Linked DNA regions of Gossypium hirsutum: region 2 is linked to region 1. The links are chromatin contacts, called in public Hi-C maps. All regions are on one chromosome and are shown on one strand. The core of a region is the stretch at or near the end of the contact, and the rest is flanking DNA. Distances in the headings are between cores, read along the strand shown. Region 1 holds the start of LOC107895048 (type II inositol polyphosphate 5-phosphatase 15). Region 2 holds the start of LOC107939038 (far upstream element-binding protein 2).

The links. Hi-C and Micro-C count contacts between places; a contact is called where the count stands out from the background.
Region 2: a Hi-C map of leaf shows a contact between it and region 1, with 1.9 times the contacts expected there. The contact joins the promoter of LOC107939038 here to the promoter of LOC107895048 in region 1. A contact is called at or near these places in 2 of 34 Hi-C or Micro-C datasets (both in leaf).

Annotation. Positions count from the first base shown.
Region 1 is chrA13:81,231,128-81,235,103 of Gossypium_hirsutum_v2.1, forward strand. It overlaps LOC107895048 (type II inositol polyphosphate 5-phosphatase 15), which reads left to right and starts at 1,622. Exons shown (of 10, transcript XM_016820243.2): 1 at 1,622-2,479; 2 at 2,990-3,242. The coding sequence starts at 1,822.
Region 2 is chrA13:81,893,017-81,896,992 of Gossypium_hirsutum_v2.1, forward strand. LOC107939038 (far upstream element-binding protein 2) reads left to right here and starts at 1,828. Exons shown (of 7, transcript XM_016872324.2): 1 at 1,828-2,177; 2 at 2,633-2,988; 3 at 3,422-3,607; 4 at 3,751-3,852; 5 at 3,945-3,976. The coding sequence starts at 1,964.

The sequences.
Region 1 (3,976 bases), core at 372-2,871:
CAAATGTCAACTTCAGCCAACATTTCACTAAATCATTATAACATTTCCTATAAAAAATGCTAAAAACATGTTAAAACGCAAGAATAGATTAATGAAGTTTATCACTTCCTCCCCTTTCCTTAATCAAAATGTTTAAAATCGTCTAACCATTTTCAAAATGATGTTTTGCTAATATCCTATATTATTCTTAAAATTGTTGAACAATACAAAACACTAACTTTGCAAAAGAAACAATGGGGGAGATTTAGATTAATTAAAGGGTAAATTATACCATTAGTCATTAAATTATGAGTACGATTTTGTTTTGATCAGTTAATTAAAAAAAGTTACACTTCGGTCACTTAGTTTTCTAAAATTATTTATTGTGGTTACTCAGTAGTTAAGTGGAACTTTTTTAGTTGGTATAATAATAATTCTAGTCCTTAACTTTTATATTTTTTTGTCAATTTGACCCTAGTTCTATATAAAAATTATAAAAAAAACTTAAAATTATTTTAAAAATAGAAAATTCTATATAAAAATTATAGATAAATAAAATCTATAAAATATTATTGTTGAAAAACTAATATATATGGGAAATAAAAAAACAAAAAAAAAACTTATCATTCAATAGAATCCAATAACAAATAAAAACAAAACACAACAAAAAAGTTAAATCATTACATGTTTCCTCAATATTTCTCGAAACCAAATTAATAACATCTTCTAATCAAGTTCCATGCATACAATTTTTTTAGCAAAAAAAATATAAAATATACTATAAAATTTTCTTTTTTCAGACTCAATTCAAAATTTTAATTCATTTAAATTACTTTTCAAAACCCAAACTATAAATAAAAATTATATTCTATTTTTTTAAAAAAAAGTCATGGTAAGAAACAAAAGAGGTAAAAAAAGAAGAAGCAATAATTTGTCTTTTTTTTTTTCTATTTTTTAAAAATGGGTATTGTATTTGGAGGGTTTAAAAACAAATTTATCTCATTTTCTCACTTTATCAATTTAAAAAAAATTTATTTACTTTAATTTTAAATTTTAGAATTTTCTAATTTTTTTAAAAGAATTTCAAATTTTATTATTTTATATATAATCAAAGTTAAATTGATAGAAAGTATAAAAATTAAGTACTAAAATTAGTATTATTCAAACTAAAAAAGTGTCACTTAAAAGAAGGAAAATTAAAAAAAAAACTATTTCAAAAAATTTAATAATTAAATTATAATTTTTTTAATTAAATAATTAAAACAAAAATTTATTTATAATTTATTAACTAATGATGTAGTTTACCCTTACCAAAAAAATGGTTACATTTCATTGTTTTTATATAAACATAAGAAACCTATTTTGGTGAAATGGTTTTCTGGTCAACCTCGCCTGACAACACATCTTCAACAATATTTAGTCGGTGGCATGTTTTTCATTCTTTTAACAATTTAATTATTTTCATTTATATTTTAAGAATTGGTTTTTTTTTTTTGGAATTAATTGGACGACATGTTTTGTGTAAGGTCTAATTTGAAGTTCATTCCCTGTTTTATGAAAACTAAGAATGAGCCTCTCTATTTTAATTTATTAAAATTCAATCCTCATATGTATAAAAAGTACAAAAAGAATCCAACTGAGGGAGGGAGGGAGGGATGAAATTGAGAATAGAGGTGTTGTAAACTTTTAATTTATCGGAAGGAAAAACTTTAATTGTAGTTACGTTACTGCGGGGTATGCGGCTGAAAGCGTGAATAACTAGCTAAATGTCGCTCCAGAGTCAAATTTCCTCCTCACTTATTCATTCTCTAACCAATAACACACTAGGTTCTACATCCCGACATGGACGCCAACGACGACGTTCCCGATCTTAGTCCCAGAATCTTCGACCGTTACGCGTCCTCTTCCGACGATGATTCGCATCCCTCTTACCCTTCCCTCCACTCCACCAACCGACGCCTCGACTACATGATCCAATTCCTTGACCGCAATCTTCTACCGCAAAACACCTCTCGTCCCAAACCCTCCCTACCTGAGTTTGTGGCTAAAGGCGGTGGCCAAGGCATTTTCACCCTGCCTGATCGCAAACCCCTCCACCCTAATCGCCCTCCCTACCTCCAGCTTCGACCACATCCCCTCAGGGAGACCCAATTCGGCCGCTTCTTGAAAACGATTGCCTCTACCGACGGGCAGCTTTGGGCCGGCAGCGAGAGCGGCGCTGTCAGGGTTTGGGAATTGAAAGATTTATACGAGGAAGGGGAGGAGGAGGAGGCTGCGCCGTTTAGGGAGTCGTCGGCGATATTATCGAATGGGAACGGGAATGGGAATGCGGCGGTGATGTGTATGGTGGGGGATGAGGGGAATGGAGTTGTCTGGAGTGGGCATAAGGATGGAAAGATCAGAGGCTGGAAGATGGATTGTGAGAGTGGTGGGTTTAAGGAAGGGTGGTGTTGGCAGGCTCATCGCGGCCCCGTGCTTTCCGTTGTTTTCACTTGTTATGGTCTGTTTTCCCTTTTGCTTTTCTCTACTTATGCTTTTGGTTTTCTCCCTATTAATGTGGATCCACTGCCAGAACATTTACAAGAAATTAATAGATTACTTGTAATAGTAATAATGAGAACTCTCAATCTAACCTCTATTGAATGTGTTACGTGCAATTTTGATGGACGGTTGATTAATAATAGATTAGCATATTTTTAGATTTTGAAAGTTTTAATTATCACCACCTTGCCTCTGAAAAGCCAAGGAGCAAACACATAGCCTGGCATGGATCTAGAAATTTTTAGTTAAAAAACTCCATCCTCCATAAACTGTTTATTCTTAAAACTGAAATTCGTCTCTAATAAATACATGTCAAGAAGAGCAAAATGTATCTTCAAGAACTATTTATGCATCCCTACTCAAAGTTTCCTGTTACAATTGCTTGCTCGCGTCCAGTGGTAAGAATGATGATCTCTTTTGACATAATCTTATTTGCTTTAATTTTTGTTTTTGTTTTACTTTGATTCAGGGGATTTGTGGTCTGGTTCAGAAGGGGGTAATATCAGGATTTGGCCATGGGAATCTATTAACAATGCGCTCTCTCTGTCAATGGAAGAACGGCATATGGCTTCTTCGTTAATGGGGAAATCATTTATTGACCTTAGGAGTCAAGTCGCTGTAAATGGCTTCAGTTCTATATTAAATTCAGATATCAAGTGCCTTCTGTCTGATAATATTCGAGCTAAAGTATGGAGTTCTGGTTATCTTTCTTTTGCATTGTGGTATGTCTAGACCGTGGAAACTGCACCCTTAAAATTAACAAAGTTCTGTTGGCATATTGTTACATGTTCAGTTCCTCTTTGATAAATAATAAGCTATAAAGACCTTCCACATCTACCCCCTTATTGATAGTCTAGATCAGCTATGATGATCTTGTACCTCTTGCTAATACACTGTTCTTCTACGCACTGTAACCTGTCAGTTTCTAAATATTTCTACAAGACATCATCATTCCTTTATCACAGTTCTTGGACAGAGGCCCTTGCCATTTAAGATTTGTAATAAAATAAAAAGTCAACTATTACAAATAGGATCTCACTTTGAAATCTAATTTATTTGCTCTGTGCATGAAAGGAGATAATTGTATAATTTTTTTTGTGAAAAATGTGACACTGAAAGCTTTTTACATGTAAAATTGTTAAAACTTGTCATTTTCTGTCCAAATATGGGATTTTTGAAATTATAAGTAATAGATCAATCTGATTTTACCCCAGATGTTGGCTCTATTTCTGTTCCTGTTTATAGGTTAGAAGGATATAGAGATTCTTAATGCATTTTTGTTTATTTTTGAGATATTTGAGGTTGCAAAATCAAGAATGTGGATCTTAATTAACTTCTTGCACAATTAGAATTTCTAGTTACTTTACTTGTATTAATTTAGCTCCAATTTGAATTTAGATCATCTTATCTTACACCGCTCTTGTAAAAGATTTCTTTTTTTGTCTCCTTTCTGTTA
Region 2 (3,976 bases), core at 578-3,077, 660 kb after region 1:
TAAAGTCCAAAATTTTTATACCAAAACTTGTCCTTGGAGATTGCTGAGTGATGTGATCCAAATTGAAGTTACAATCCTTGATTCATTTTTAACTTTATCTTTTACCTGCACGTTTTAAAAATAAATGTGTTCAACTACATGAATAACTTAGTAAGTACTCAATTGAATTCAATCTTACCATTTTTATATATTTACAATTTAATTATTTTTTAATAATAACATTTATTCATACAGTTTCTTTCACTAACATACTTAAACTTTTAATTTATTTCCAAAACATAAAATCATTTAAATTAACTTGATAACTTATAGTTTTTACTTTAGCACATATAGTTACTAATCAACTTTCACATTCACATATCAAAATCTTTTTTATGATTTCACAAACATAACATAAAAACTTAATTCGCATATTTCATTTAACATTTAATTCACATCTATAGTACTATATCGATACCAAATCATTTGATTTCCTATGAATTACTTATTGTATCAATACCAAATCGACCTTCCTATATGTTGTACAATCACATTACTTAGACTATCTATTAAATTACATAATGTTATTACAAATATAAGACATTTAGGCTATAAACATTGATTTCATGGTTTAGGGTTCTACTTACCTTCTGGCTAGTGGGAAGCTAAAAGGTTTAGATGGTAGAAGTCTATGAGCAAAAGTTGATACTACTTCCACAATTGTAAAATCACAAGGCATCCATTCACTTCCTTACTCCGCACTTTACACCTCTTGCACAATGCTTTATATAGGTAAAATGGCAGGGTCCCAACTATATGTACCAACAATTTAAAAGTTAGATAAAAATGGGAAGTACAAGGTATGAACTAAGTTGCCAGGATTTTCTATCATCAACACACCTCCGATTAGGTGAAGAATGTATGCTCGAGCATGGCAATCGATCTAAATGGATGTTGAATTCCCTAGGAGATTCCTAAGTCACTTCTTCAACTAATCTAACTTCACTTGGTGCCATTTGAAATCCACCGAAAGGTTTGTATCAGTTCTGAACTTTGCATAAAGGTTATCTTGTAGATTAAATTCAAAGCTTCCCATCACAATATGCTCGTCTTCTAGAAGCCTTGTTAGCAATGCTACATCTTCCAGTTTTATTATCGCCTAGCCGTATAAGGGATGAAACATATGGGTCTTCGGTCTCCATCGTTTAATCAGAGTGGATAAGAATGACAAAATGTAAGTAACTCTCTCAATTTGACTTGTGTGATAGAAATCAATGCCCCTTAATTAAAGCAGGATTCTCTCGTCAAGTGGACCTATACTCATATTGTTGCGAAGCTAAGTAATACAAGAATACTCTAATGTAACTACACTTTGGGCTACATGTCCTTCAAATCTCAATAAGTTGGCAACCATTATGTAGGATATACTGTAAAGAACAAACATCATAACTTATTTTTGTTTATTGCAAAAAATTAACAAATTTATTTGCCTATTTATAGCTTCTTAAATTAGGGATTCACAAAAAAATTTAGTAAAAAATGACAGGTGTTGATTTTTAATTATTTTCTATTATTATTTATTTAAATTACTAAAGAAAACTTCTTCCTTTTTAAAAAATAGTTTATTTTTTAAAATTTAAAAAACAGATAAATAAAAACAAAAATAATTTAAATTTAAATATAAAAAATCCAATTTTGGGAAATAAAGAAAAACAAAAATATTTTCTCACACCTAAAGATTTTTTTTTTCAAGAAAATAAAAAGAAGACTGGAGAGTGGGCCAAAGAAATAAAAGAAATTGCGAAATGTGAAATGTGATATTTTGCAGCTATAAATTGGCCTTAAACCCTAATGTAATACATGACATACAAACACGATCTTTTATCTCTTACACACTAGCATCCTCATCCAACACTTCCATTTCTTCGCTATTTCTGCTCTTTTCTCCAAACCCTAGATTACTTCTCCTTTTCCGTACATTTTGATGGCGGAGGAAGAGGCCGTAGCCCCTGCACCCAGCCCCGTCCCTTCCGATCTTAAGCGAAAACTCGAGGATGTTGAGCCCCACGACCCCCATGCCGACAACATGCCTCGGGACTCTGCTTTAGACCCTGATGCCCAAGATAACGATGCTGCACCATCTGATTTGTCCGAGGCAAAACGCCCTAGGCTCGACGACGATAAAACCGATGGCTTGGGTAATGAACATGTTCCCTTTTTTTGGGGTTTATGTACTATATTAGGAAATGATTTGAGGGCTTAAATGATTGTAGCTTTAGGGTTAATTGAAACTTTTCTATGGTAAAACAGCTTTTTTGGAAAACTGAAGATGTTCAGGAATTGCGAGTTTTATGTGCTAGGTGAATACGAAGTGAGAAGATTAAGGCTCCGCTTGGTTGTTACTTTACTAATTTTTCTTTTTCTATCATTTATTTTTACATGTTTAAAAATTGCTAAAATCAAGAGCCAATATTTGATGGAGCCTATGAGTGAACACCTTGTTTTTTTTTTCCCTTTCCAATTTTGTGCAGAAAGCAAAAACAAATAGCAACAGTGATATCAAAACAAAACATGGTTTATGGCTAGTTCATATTTTTATTGCTTTGCATATCTAACTATTCTGATTCCATGGTCTTTATGCTTAAAATAACAGCCAGTGAGAATGGATTTGAAGCTGAGAAATCGCATGAACCTGCCAAGGAGGAAGAGGAGGGTTTGCAGCAAAATGAGCTTAACAAGCAAGCAGAGGATGGTGATTCTCCTGCAAAGGAGGCTGAAGAAACTGTAAAACCTGAGCAATATGAAGGAACTGCAGAGGAAACAGATGGGCAGTCTGCAGATAATCCTGAAACTGCTGATGCTGAGTTAGGTAAAGTTGAGAGTTTTGAGGCAGATAACGGTCAAGAACCTGCTAAAGAGGATAATAAGCAACCTTCTGATGACTTGCCTCAGCAGGAGGTTGATGATGGTACAACTATTACGCGCAAAATGGAGGTTCCTAATGCGAAGGTATGCTGGCCAAAATTTTAGGCTGTCTCATTGTAAATTGTTTGAACTGGGTGTAAACTGAAGTTGATTTTTTCGTAGTTACTTCAACAAACATTTCAACAATCCCTTTTTGCACTATAATCTGTTTGGTCCCGTGTCAAATAGACAATCCTTTTTTAAATTTTTTTTCCCAATAATGTAGGTCTTTTTATTCTTCTCTCTTAAGGTGGATGTCATCTATTAAATTACATTTTTTAATAAAAATCCCCTCATTATGTGTCTAAACTACCTTTAATGTTTTATCTGCATTTATTGTTCTTTCTTTGGTGACGTCTACCTTTTTCAGTGTACACACATTCCAAAAATATCTTGTAATCCAAGCAATGCCTTACTCCCTCTTCATAATTGCGGAACATGTTGTTCTGTGATTTTTATTTCTTGCATGCTTGTATAGGTTGGCGTTCTCATTGGCAAGGCAGGGGATACTATAAGGTATCTGCAATACAACTCTGGGGCAAAAATTCAAATCATGAGGGATGCAGATGCTGATCGGGATGCTCCTACAAGACCTGTAGAAATAATAGGGACTTTGAGCAGCATAATCAAGGCTGAGAAGCTTATAAATGCTGTCATAGCAGAGGTTGTATGCTGTCTCTGAAATTTGTTTAATCAATATCTAGCTCCATGCTTTCATTATTTACCCTGTCCCTCCCCTTCCCCCTCTACTGTCAAAATTAATATCCTTCATTTGTTGCATTAACTTAATGTTTGTATTTGCGTCAGGCTGATGCTGGGGGTTCTCCTTCCCTAGTAGCTAGGGGCCTTGCTACCACTCAGGCTGCTGGTGCTGCTGATCAAATTGAGATACAAGTTCCAAATGAGAAGGTTAATCATTTTTTGAGTTCAGGCGTCATAATTCTTATTCAAATATGCATTAGTCTTATTCCTACTGGTGTATGTTACCTTACCTGTTTCAGGTTGGTTTAATCATTGGTAGAGGTGGGGAAAC